Linked DNA regions of Cricetulus griseus: region 1 is linked to region 2. The links are chromatin contacts, called in public Hi-C maps. All regions are on one chromosome and are shown on one strand. The core of a region is the stretch at or near the end of the contact, and the rest is flanking DNA. Distances in the headings are between cores, read along the strand shown. Region 1 overlaps Rai1 (retinoic acid-induced protein 1). Region 2 holds the start of Rai1 (retinoic acid-induced protein 1).

Region 1 (4,919 bases), core at 1,982-4,481, 93 kb after region 2:
CGAAAGGGCCGTGGCCTCAAGCTGGAGGCCATAGTGCAGAAGATCACCTCACCTGGTCTCAAAAAACTTGCATGCAGAGTAGCAGGGGCTCCTCCTGGGACACCCCGGAGCCCAGCCCTGCCTGAGAAACGGTCAGGGGGCAGTCCAGCTGGGGCAGAAGAGGGCCTAGGAGGAATGGGCCCTGGGCAGATGCTACCAGCAGCTTCAGGAGCTGACACATTGTGCAGAAATCCAGCCAGCAGGTCCCTAAAAGGCAAACTCTTGAGTAGTAAGAAACTGTCCTCTACTGCTGACTGTCCTAAAGCTGAGGCCTTCATGTCCCCAGAGACTCTGCCATCCCTAGGGACTGCTCGGGCACCGAAGAAAAGGAGCCGGAAAAGCAGGACTGGGGCCTTGGGACCCTCTAAAGGCCCGTTGGAAAAGCGGCCCTGTCCTGGCCAAACTCTGATCCTTGCAACCCATGACAGGGCCAGCAGCACTCAGGGTGGAGGTGAGGACAGCTCCAGTGGAGGAGGCAAGAAGCCAAAGACAGAGGAGCTGGGACTGGCCTCCCAGCCCCCTGAAGGCCGGCCCTGCCAGCCCCAGACAAGGGCACAGAAGCAGCCAGGTCAAGCCAGCTATAGCAGCTATTCAAAGCGGAAGCGCCTCAGCCGTGGCCGGGCTAAGACCACCCATGCTTCACCCTGTAAGGGACGTGCCACCCGGAGACGGCAGCAGCAGGTACTGCCCCTGGATCCTGCAGAGCCTGAAATCCGACTCAAATACATTTCCTCTTGTAAACGGCTGAGGGCAGACAGCCGCACCCCAGCCTTCTCGCCCTTTGTGCGGGTGGAGAAGCGAGACGCATACACCACCATTTGCACTGTTGTCAACTCCCCAGGGGATGAGCCCAAGCCTCACTGGAAGCCATCCTCCTCTGCTGCCTCCTCCTCCTCCTTAGAACCAGCTGGGGCCTCTCTGACCGCGTTCCCTGGAGGCCCTGTGCTGCAGCCCAGGCCCTCCCTGCCCCTCTCCTCCACCATGCATCTGGGGCCTGTGGTATCCAAGGCCCTAAGTACCTCTTGCCTTGTCTGCTGCCTCTGCCAAAACCCGGCCAACTTCAAGGACCTTGGGGACCTCTGTGGCCCCTACTACCCTGAACACTGCCTCCCCAAAAAGAAACCAAAACTCAAGGAGAAGGTGCGGCTGGAGGGCACCTTTGAGGAGGCCTCTCTGCCTCTTGAGAGAACATTGAAAGGCCTGGAATGTGCAGCCAGCACCATCACCACCATCACCACCACCACAACCCTGGGGAGGCTGTCCAGGCCTGATGGCCCAGCTGACCCCGCCAAGCAGGGCTCCCTGCGCACCAGTGCCCGGGGCCTGTCGCGGCGGCTGCAGAGTTGCTATTGCTGTGATGGTCAGGGGGACGGGGGTGAGGAGGTGGCCCCAGCTGACAAGAGCCGTAAACATGAATGCAGCAAAGAGGCCCCTGCAGAGCCTGGTGGGGACACCCAGGAACACTGGGTACATGAGGCCTGTGCTGTGTGGACCAGCGGGGTGTACCTGGTGGCCGGGAAGCTCTTTGGGCTGCAGGAGGCCATGAAGGTAGCTGTGGACATGGTAAGAAGCTAGACCAGCTGGGGTAGGGGATGGGATTTTGAAGTACTGACAGGCTGGCTTTAGTGAGGGTCACTTGGGCCCATAGCCAAAGAGTAGCCAGTCCCTTGAGGGAGTGTGGAGGCAAGTTGAAGTAATCCAGGGGCTACAGCAGGACACGTTTATCCATCCTGCCCCAGGGGATACGCCACAGTTCTATGTTCCGCTGGGCCAGTCTTCTCACATACACTGCCCCAAACCAGAGCTACTGGGTCCTGGCAAGACAGGACCCTTCCTGGGTTGAATGTCAAGATGGCCTGGTCTCCCCTGAACTGGGACTTAGGGGATAGCTCCTAAACAACATGTGGCTAAAGCATGGGACACTGGTTCTGGACAACCCTGGGTTACCTGGCCACAGAAGCCCCGAAGCTCAACCCTCCCGTTCTAAGTCATCCTTTCAGAAAACTTTGGACTGCGCAGGCACAGCCTCTACCCTTGTTCCTTCCTCGCGTGGGCAAGGCCACACAGCACCTAGCCTTGATCTTGAGGGGTCTATCTGGGATCACAGGTCTAGGATGAAGAGAGCATTCTGAGCTCTGGCTGCCTTTAAGGTTCCTCAGACCAAAGGGGACGGACAGAGACAACTCGAGAGGCCATGCTCCCCTGAAGCTTCGGCCCCAGGGCAGCAGAGCCACTTGTGCCCCTGCATTCGTGTCTTGGGCAGCCAGGCTGCAAGGCTCATTCCTCTCTCTGCACTGTCCTTAGTGGGTGTTCGTACCAGCTATCGATTTCCGTCTCCCTCCCCCTCAGTCCACTGTGGGCATCTGAGTTCAGAGGACTCTGACTGCCAGCGAACTCCCTCCTCTTCATACTTCACTGCCCCAGCTCCTCAGAAGCACTCTGTCCAGGCCCCATCCTTGACCTCGGGGACCACTGTGGATGCTGCCCTTGGCTCCAGGCTTCAGGCATCTCCTGCCCATGGTGATGGCTGTAGACTTTCTGGGCCCCATTGTCTGCCCATCATGCTGAGAAGGGCCTGAGACAAGACAGCACAGCTTTCAGTACCTCAGCCAGTTCATGCAGCAGGCAGGCACCAAACCCCCATCTTCCTACTAGCTCCTTTGAACTAAGTCTTCACAGCTACCTTGAAATAGTCTTGTCTCCCGTTCATTAGAAAATAACAAGCTTGGTGGCAGGAGAGATGGCTCAGTGGTTAAGGGAATTGGCTGTTCTTCCAGAGGACCAGGGTTCAATTCCCAGCACCCACATGGCAGCTCACAACTGCCTGTAGCTCCAGTCCCAGGGGATCTGGTATCATTACACAGACATACATGCAGGCAAAACACTAATGCACATAAAAAGAAAAGAAAAGCCTGGAACCTTGATACCTGATACAAGTCCAGAGAGATACCTGATACCCTTCATTACCCAGGGCTTATTTGAGGGGCAGGGCTGAGACTCAGTCATCTGGTCTCCAACCCCCAGCCCTGGGCTCACATAAACAGGCTGCAGCATTGATGAGTGCAGGTAAGGGCCTTCCATGGCCTAGTCTGGCCCTGTGCCTTGGGCCTCCTGTTGGCCATGCTGGTGCACACACAACATCCTGTTGAGCTGAGGAGGGTCATGGGGTCACAACTGGAGCTGGAGCTGCTCACAGGGAAGGCCAGGAGAGGCTCTCATTGGACAAGGATTGGCTGCATATTGAAGTCTCCTCCCTGCTAGAGGTAGGCCTGGCTGGCTCATGACTGGCAGCTGGGGCCTGCTGCAAGGCTGTAACCCCACAGTCGCCCCCCACCCCCATCCCCACCCCCACCCCCGGGCAGAGTACACTGGGGGATAGGCTAGGGGGTTCCAGGTTTCCTGGAACATGACCTGCAGGGTCATAGTTCAGCCCATTGCTTTCTGCTTCAGTGGCTCGTTGGCACTGCTTTCTCCAGGGACCAGCCAGACCCTGGTTCAAATCTAACTTTAGGAAGCCCTGTGTCCAGAATGCCCAGGAAGCCCAGAATGCCAGCTCCCACCCATTGCATTGGCCAGCCTTTGGTCTTCCTATCCTCCACAGTTCCTACTATATTTCAGCCTGTCATGCCCACCTTCCAGGTCTTTAGCCACCCGGGCTGCCCACATCCTCGATCTGTCATCGTGCACACTGTTTCCTGACTAGACAGGGTATTGCATTTCAGGGAACTGGGGCTGATCACACCCTAGGAGACCAGCGGCCTCTGGATGTGGGTGACATGGTTGATCGGCTATGCCCCCCAGCAAGGGAACTGGGGCCAAGAACAAGTCTTCATCCTTCCGTGCCTTAGTCTCTCCATATTTGTAATGAACAGTCTTGCCTCAGGATTGCTTGGGACTATCTACCACAAGGGGGCCATAGTTAGCCTCACAGTACTCCCAAGGGCCACTGTGAGTGAGACTTAGTCTATTTTGGGGTTTCCACTATGCTTCCTCTTCCCTTAGTGGCTTAAGAAGTGGGCCTAGGGCTCTAGGTCCTTGGGAGGCTCATCCAGACACTGCGTGGATGTCTTCCTCTTGCTGACCCACCCCACTGGCTACTCCAGCTACAGAGTGCTTGGGTAGAAACCACCCTACCAGGGTAGCCTGGATCAGCTGTGTTGTGGCTCTGGGTCTACCTGGATCTTTGAGCTGATGGGTTGTTCCCAGCTCTCTTTTCTCTGACCTTGGGAAGACGGTGCTATGCTGGGACTAGCAGCAATGCCTGGCACCAAATGCACTGTTAACTAAAGTGCTTGGCCTCTGAGCCTTCTGTGTCCTCTGCTTCCCTCCTACCTCGTTGTCCATCATGACAGGCTTGGGAGCAGGAGTGGCCTAGGACCCATCTATATCCCTCCCTATTCCAAGGTTTGGCGTCACTCATCCCTTAGCCTTCTCATCATTGTCCTGTCCTAGCCAGGTCACAGCCTCTGAGCCCAGAAAAAGTCATTATGGAGAGGGGCTGGACATATTCTGGGGGGCATCAGATTCACATGAGATCAGCCTCTTGGGGGTCATATGTCAACTCTTCCCCCCAGCTCATTTCTGTGCATCTGCTGCTGCCATTGGGTAGAGAGCGTGCTTCTCCCTCACATGGAAGGGGCCTGTCTCACCATCTGGAAAGTGGAGGGCAGTGAAAGCCACTCCCCCTTGCTGCTGCTAGAAGGAGCCAGTGGATGAGGACACACCAGAGCCAGCATGTAAGCAGCACCTGACAGATGGTGGCTGCCAGCCATGGTCACTGTGGTGACTAGCACCACTAGCCCAAGAGGGTCCCCACCCAGTGTGCCAGCCCAGGAGGTGGCAGAGGGCCAACACTCGAGGGCATTCCCCTCCCTGTTGCA
Region 2 (5,632 bases), core at 1,051-3,550:
CAGAGGTTCTGGGTTCCGACCCCAGCACTCACATGGCAGCTCACAACTACCTCTAACTCCAGTTCCTAGGGGATCTAGTAGCTTTTTTTGGCCTCCGTGGACACTGGACATATGTGATGCACAGTCATATATTCAGGAAAAACACCCATACACATAAAAATAAAGTTTAAGAGAGAGAGAGAGAAAGAAATGGAGATCTGGGTGTGCCTGTACATTTTGGCACTTTACATCAGCGACTGCAAGGCCCTACCTCCCATACCATAAACATGCAGGCATTGGGGTAGAGTCTGTCTCACTGGCCCAGGCTGGTATTGAATTCCTGGGCTCTGGCAACACTCCAGCCTCAGGTTCTCAAGTAGCTGGATAACAGACCCACTCCTGCTGGTATGAGTCTCTGTTTTCTCTTCTATGCAGCAGCTTGGGGTTGGGTAGCAGTAAGAAAAGGGGTAGACCAGACCCCAGCTCCCAATCCCCAGAGCCTGGGAGTATCTTCATATATAGCAAAAGGGCTGTGTGCTGTAGATGTGTTTAAACTAAAGGTCTTGTTGAAATGAGGGGCTAATTCTAGGTCATCTAGTGGCTGGAGCACAGGCCTGTGTTCTCAGGGGAGAAGGGAGGAAGACCAAGGGAGGAAGTAGGAGCCAGACAACAGAAGCAGTTTTGTTGCTGTTATTTTTTGCCTTTTCTAGCTTCTGGCAGTTACCAACGGGTCCAGCAACTAGGAAATGAAAGGTAGGGAGAGATTACTGCCTAGTGTGTCTGGAAGGACTGCCCACCGTGCTTGGCTTATGGGAATAAAGATGCCAAGCTCAGAAACCAGGTCCCAAGTCACTGTTGAAAGCAGGCTTGAGACAACACAGTGCCCCACCTGCCCTTCTCTGTGCCCAGAGTTTGTGTTTCAGGCCAGTTGGCAGGGAGGGCTGAGGGCAGGTCTTGGCAGGTCACTGTAGATGGAGAACCTTCATAGATGTGGTTTGCTAACAGAGAGGTAGTCAGAATGGACAGGTGGAAAGAGCGAAGTGCCTGCTACAAGACAAAGACACTGCACCTAGCATGGCACCTCATGCCCCAGATGAAGAACCAGGATTGAGAGAGTGACTCACTTGTGCCAAGTCACCTGGGTGACCTTTACCCAGCAAAGGATGGAAGGCCCAGGCTTTGATGAAGGTGCTGGGAGCAGAAACCATGAGGTAGCAATGGCTGTCTGTAAGCATAAATTAGTCATTTACGAATTCATTCAAGATTCTTTTACTTTAAAATCTGTTGATGGCTTACTTCCCACAGCACTAAGAAGGCAGCCAAATTTCCTTCAGGCTCTTTGCAGTCCTACAGGCTCTGGCCTTAGATTGGAATTTAGCATGCCCACTTCTTATCCCATCGGTTATGGCCTCCTTACAATTGCACTTATTCATCAAGACCATTCCTGCCTCAGTACCTTTGCACTTATAGTTTCCTCTCAAAGAATGCTCTTCCACATGCTGCTGGTGCAGGCTCCTTCCTGCTCTTGAGTTATTTGTTCAGGCAGGCCGCTCTCTCGCAGCTAAATCCATCACTACACCTGCCGAATTTCTTCCTAGTATTTATTTCTCTCTAAAATTATCTTCGTTACAGACCTGATCATTGTTGGCTGTGTCTCCCCCACACAATGCCAGCTCCTTGACAAGCAGGGGGCCACATTGCTTCAATAACCAACAAGGTGCCACGTGTGCAGTGAATACATCTCATATCTAACTTGAGGAAATTTGAGACTGACTCTCAAACCAAAGAAACGGCCACAGGTGAGGGAGTGGTGGAATGAAAGTGGAGGTCTGGCCCAAGACTTGAGTCCAAATTCTCTGCGACCAAGTCCTGCTGCCTTCCCAGGCTCTTAGCTGGGCTGCACCTTCAGCCCATCCACCAAGCCCCAGCCCCCAGACGGACATGGGGCGTGCAATGGGGCGCGCGGGCGCCAGGGGGCGCTGTCGGGGCGCGAACGGCCCACCTGGCACCCGAGGCCACGAGCGAGAGCTGCCTGGCCGCCCGGGAACTTTTTTCCTCGCGCTCTCGCTCTCCTGCTCCCCCCGCACGTCGCCCGCCCGCCGCTCTTCCTGTGTGGAGGGGATCGCATTTCTCTCAGGCTCCCGCGGGCACCAGGCAGACCCGGCAGGGTGCGCGGTCAGGGCCCGCTACGCGCGCCGCCGGCTCGGGGCGTCCCGGTGCCGCCCCCGCTCGCGCCTGGGCTCGGACAGGCCGCTCTCAGAGCCAGGCGACGGTGGCGGCGGCGGCGAGGGTAGCTGGCAGCCCTCCGTGTCGCGGTCCGAGGAGGGGGCGCCGAGGCCCACCCTCCTTCCCGCCTGGTCGGCCGCCGCGCCCGACACCCATGGGCGCGCGGGCCTCCGGGCCGCGAAGTCACAGCGCCGGACGCCGGGCCCCGGAGTGAGAGCGGGTGCCGAGGTGAGCGGGGCGCCCGACGCGGGGACAAGGACCTGGCGGGGGGGGGGTGCGGTGCGAGGCTTAGGGACCCAGAGGGCAGGGGTCGGGGCGGGAGCAGGGGGCGAGCGCGAGTGGGGCGCGGACGCGGGGTCGCGCGGCCTGGCTTTGTGTGGCGCCGGTGTGAGGCCGCCGGTGGCCGTGTAGGGGCTGCAGGAGGGTGTTCTGGATTGTCGGTGACCGGCTGGGAACGGGCGCTGGGAGCAGAGGCCCAGTGTCACCAAGTGTGGGGCGGGGACGTGGGGCGGCGCGGCGCGGGCCCGAGGGAGCTTTGTGAATGTGTTCTGGGTGGGGACGGGGAGCTGGCGGCTCGGTGCGTAGCCCGTTCTCGGGTGTCCGGGCTGCGAGGGCCGCTCGTGGCGACACAGGACATGGCACTCGCCGCGTGTCCCCGCCCGGGCCTGTGTGCAGGCCCCGCGTTGAGCAGGAAGCGGTCCCCGCGACCCGGGAGCTCCGTAGCAGCCAGGCCCGGGGCGCACGGGCCTTTCGGGGTGACGCCACCGACTGGAGTCTGGGACACGCAAGCCTGGTGCTCTCCCGAAAGCGGCGAGGCAGCCAGGCCCGCCGGCCCTTTCGAAGCGGGTCCCACGCCTTTGGAGGCAAGGGGACCTGTGTGTGGGGACTTCGGGCCGAGCGCGACAGGGGCGAGGGCTTGGCAGGGCTAGGGGGTGACATTTGGAGCTTTGGTCACAACTGGAGGCCTTCAAGGAGGGCCAGAGGGGAAGCGAAACACAAGGCAGGCTCCAGGTCGCGACGGCCCCCAGCTTCCTGGGGCGCCCGTTTTCCCAGCGACCCGCTCCTCTTGGGGCTCTCAGTCGCTCATTCACACAGCAGGGCGGGAGTGCGGCCAGGAGCTGTGCCTTAGCCCGTAGAACCCTCGACCTGGGGGCTCTGAATGGATTAAACCCAAGCGTAATAACGCTCCTGAGGACTGGGGACCGGAGACTGCTTGGCGAAGCCAGACCGGCGCTTCCCAGCCCACCGCACGCACTCCCGCAGAGCCTGTGTCGCTGTTCTAGCGGGCCCCGCGCCCCCCCCCCCCTTTTCCAACGGCAGTGCTGTGTTGAGAATTCAAGGGCATTACATCTGGTTGCAATCTAGTTTCATGCGGCTGCTGGGCTGTTAAGACCTCGCGCTGACGTCAGAGCAGGGGAATTACTTCTTTTTATTTTATCTTTTTTTAGTTGTCTGCTGCCCCGGGAGGGGAGGCGGGTGGAGAGTGGGGCCAGGCAAGCTGTGATGTGGAGGCGCCAGCGCGATGGGAGCCCAGATCTGGGAGCTCTGCTTCCTATCCTATCCGCCTTCTCCTCCCCCAATCCATTCTCCACACACTCCTCTCAGCTCCAGTCAGGCTCGGGTTGGGGGCAGTGGAGTGGAGGCCCTTCCTGGCTGACTACACAGCTGTTTCCAGAGGTTTCTCTGGGACGTGGCCCTTGGGATCTGGAAGCTGAAGAGTAATATGGTTTCCCACCCCTCCTCCCAACACCCCAGAGGGTATGTGGGGGGCCCAAGAACAAGGCATAGACACAAAGCCTAGTCCCAAGGCAGCCTCTCCAGAAGTCTGACCAGGCTCTGGTCACAGTCATTCCTTGGAGAGGAGCGTGTACGGGGTGATTGAGATTTCAGAAGCCATCTTAGGAGGGAACAAAATTCGACCTTCCCTGACAACCAGGCACCCCTCTGACTTCTGCAGAGGGGCCTCCAGCATCAGAGGTGTCTTTATTCCCACTGGTCCATGAGACCTTTGCATACCTCTATTGTAGGCCCCAAATATAGACCATTGGTTTAAAATGCCCTACCCATGATAAGATCCTGCTATGCGCAAAAACAACAACAAAACAAAATGCCACGTGTAGAGCACTTTTTAGGTCAAAGTATTGTTTCCTACTCACAATGTATAACAAAACAGAAGCTTAGTGAACAACCCTTCTACTGCTTGTGCTAGGCTCTTGACATTTTCAGTTCTAGCCTATTTGATTAGAAAAACGACTGGTTGTAACCCACTAAGTCAGTATTTCACAGCCACCGATGGATCACATCAAATTTGAAAAAAAAAAAAAGGCCTAGGAAATGGATCTGCTATATATTTCCTCAAGAAACAGCAATTGAGACCCTACAATTGCTCAAGTAATATGTAGAGAGGTTTTCACTGTGAAAAATGCAAATAGCAAAAATATATGTAGAGTGAAAGACCCTCAGCTCAGGAGGTCACTGTAAAGTCTGAGTGTATCCTTCGAGCCTCTGCTTCTCAGCATGTGCAATAGGCTATGTACATAGTTTCATTTTTTTCCCACATGAAAACATCCCCAGATTCCTTATTCTACAACCCTTGTTTCCTCTCTGCATGGGAGGGGTGTATCTGCTGGGGGAGTTACCACTCTGGGCCTCAGTGTCTCCATCTGTACAATGGAAATCCCAGTAGAGACTACAGCTGTAGGTATCCATAGTTGGTTAGTTCAGTGATTCTGAGAAAGGCCAGCTGTTGTGTCTTCGCTGCTGCCATGACTGTTCTTCTGTGCACATAGTTGTCCTTTTTTGCTTCAGCCAGCTGCCTAGGCTGTGGTATGTTTGTGGCTCCCAGGGAGGAGGAGCTTTGTGCATTGGTACCAATACCCTCAGACCAGGGTTCTCTTTGGGACAGGCGGTTGATGCCAGGCCCCAGAGAACATGAACTGTCCAAAGACCTACTGTTTTCAAGGCCATGTTAGGGTCTAAGCATAAAACATTCCCCAGAAGGTTACTGCCCAGTGACAGGTGTATGAGAGCCAGGTAACAACCAAGCTCTTCATGGAAGAAGAGATTTTGAGCAGGTGATATACTGGGCATGGGTAGAAGAGAGGGACCATGCCTGCTACTCTTGAGAGACTAGTATTTTGGACACTTGACTCAGGAGAAATGGTGAAGGAGCCATTGTGCCAGGGCTTCCTTGTTGGCCTCCCTGCCACCTCCCAGGTGAGATTGGAGTGATCTTTCCAAACCCCAGAAGCTACCTTGAAGTCTCCTTTTGATTTCTGAACAGAGGCGAACCTGGAGTCCTTCACATGCTCCCAGGGTCCTCTCTGGTGTCCTCTGCTCTGCCCCTGCACACCACCTTCCTTTCAGCTCAGCTGTTTTCATGCCAGCCTCTTGAGTTTGCCTGGGCTGCCCTTTCCACCTGGGTGCC

Evidence for each region. Hi-C and Micro-C count contacts between places; a contact is called where the count stands out from the background.
Region 1: a Hi-C map of the CHK-Q cell line shows a contact between it and region 2, with 4 times the contacts expected there. The contact joins the enhancer-like site here to the promoter of Rai1 in region 2. A contact is called at or near these places in 5 of 8 Hi-C or Micro-C datasets (the CHK-Q cell line, the CHL-YN cell line, the CHO-K1 cell line and 2 more).

Annotation. Positions count from the first base shown.
Region 1 is chr7:74,322,395-74,327,313 of CriGri-PICRH-1.0, forward strand. It overlaps Rai1 (retinoic acid-induced protein 1), which reads left to right. Exons shown (of 5, transcript XM_027427310.2): 2 at 1-1,602. Among named protein-coding and RNA genes, the nearest start is that of Srebf1, 32 kb to the right of the region's middle. Within about 2 kb of position 3,232, at least 1 of the 6 cell types and tissues checked has open chromatin away from gene starts, as enhancers often do.
Region 2 is chr7:74,230,251-74,235,882 of CriGri-PICRH-1.0, forward strand. It overlaps Rai1 (retinoic acid-induced protein 1), which reads left to right and starts at 2,301. Exons shown (of 5, transcript XM_027427310.2): 1 at 2,301-2,433.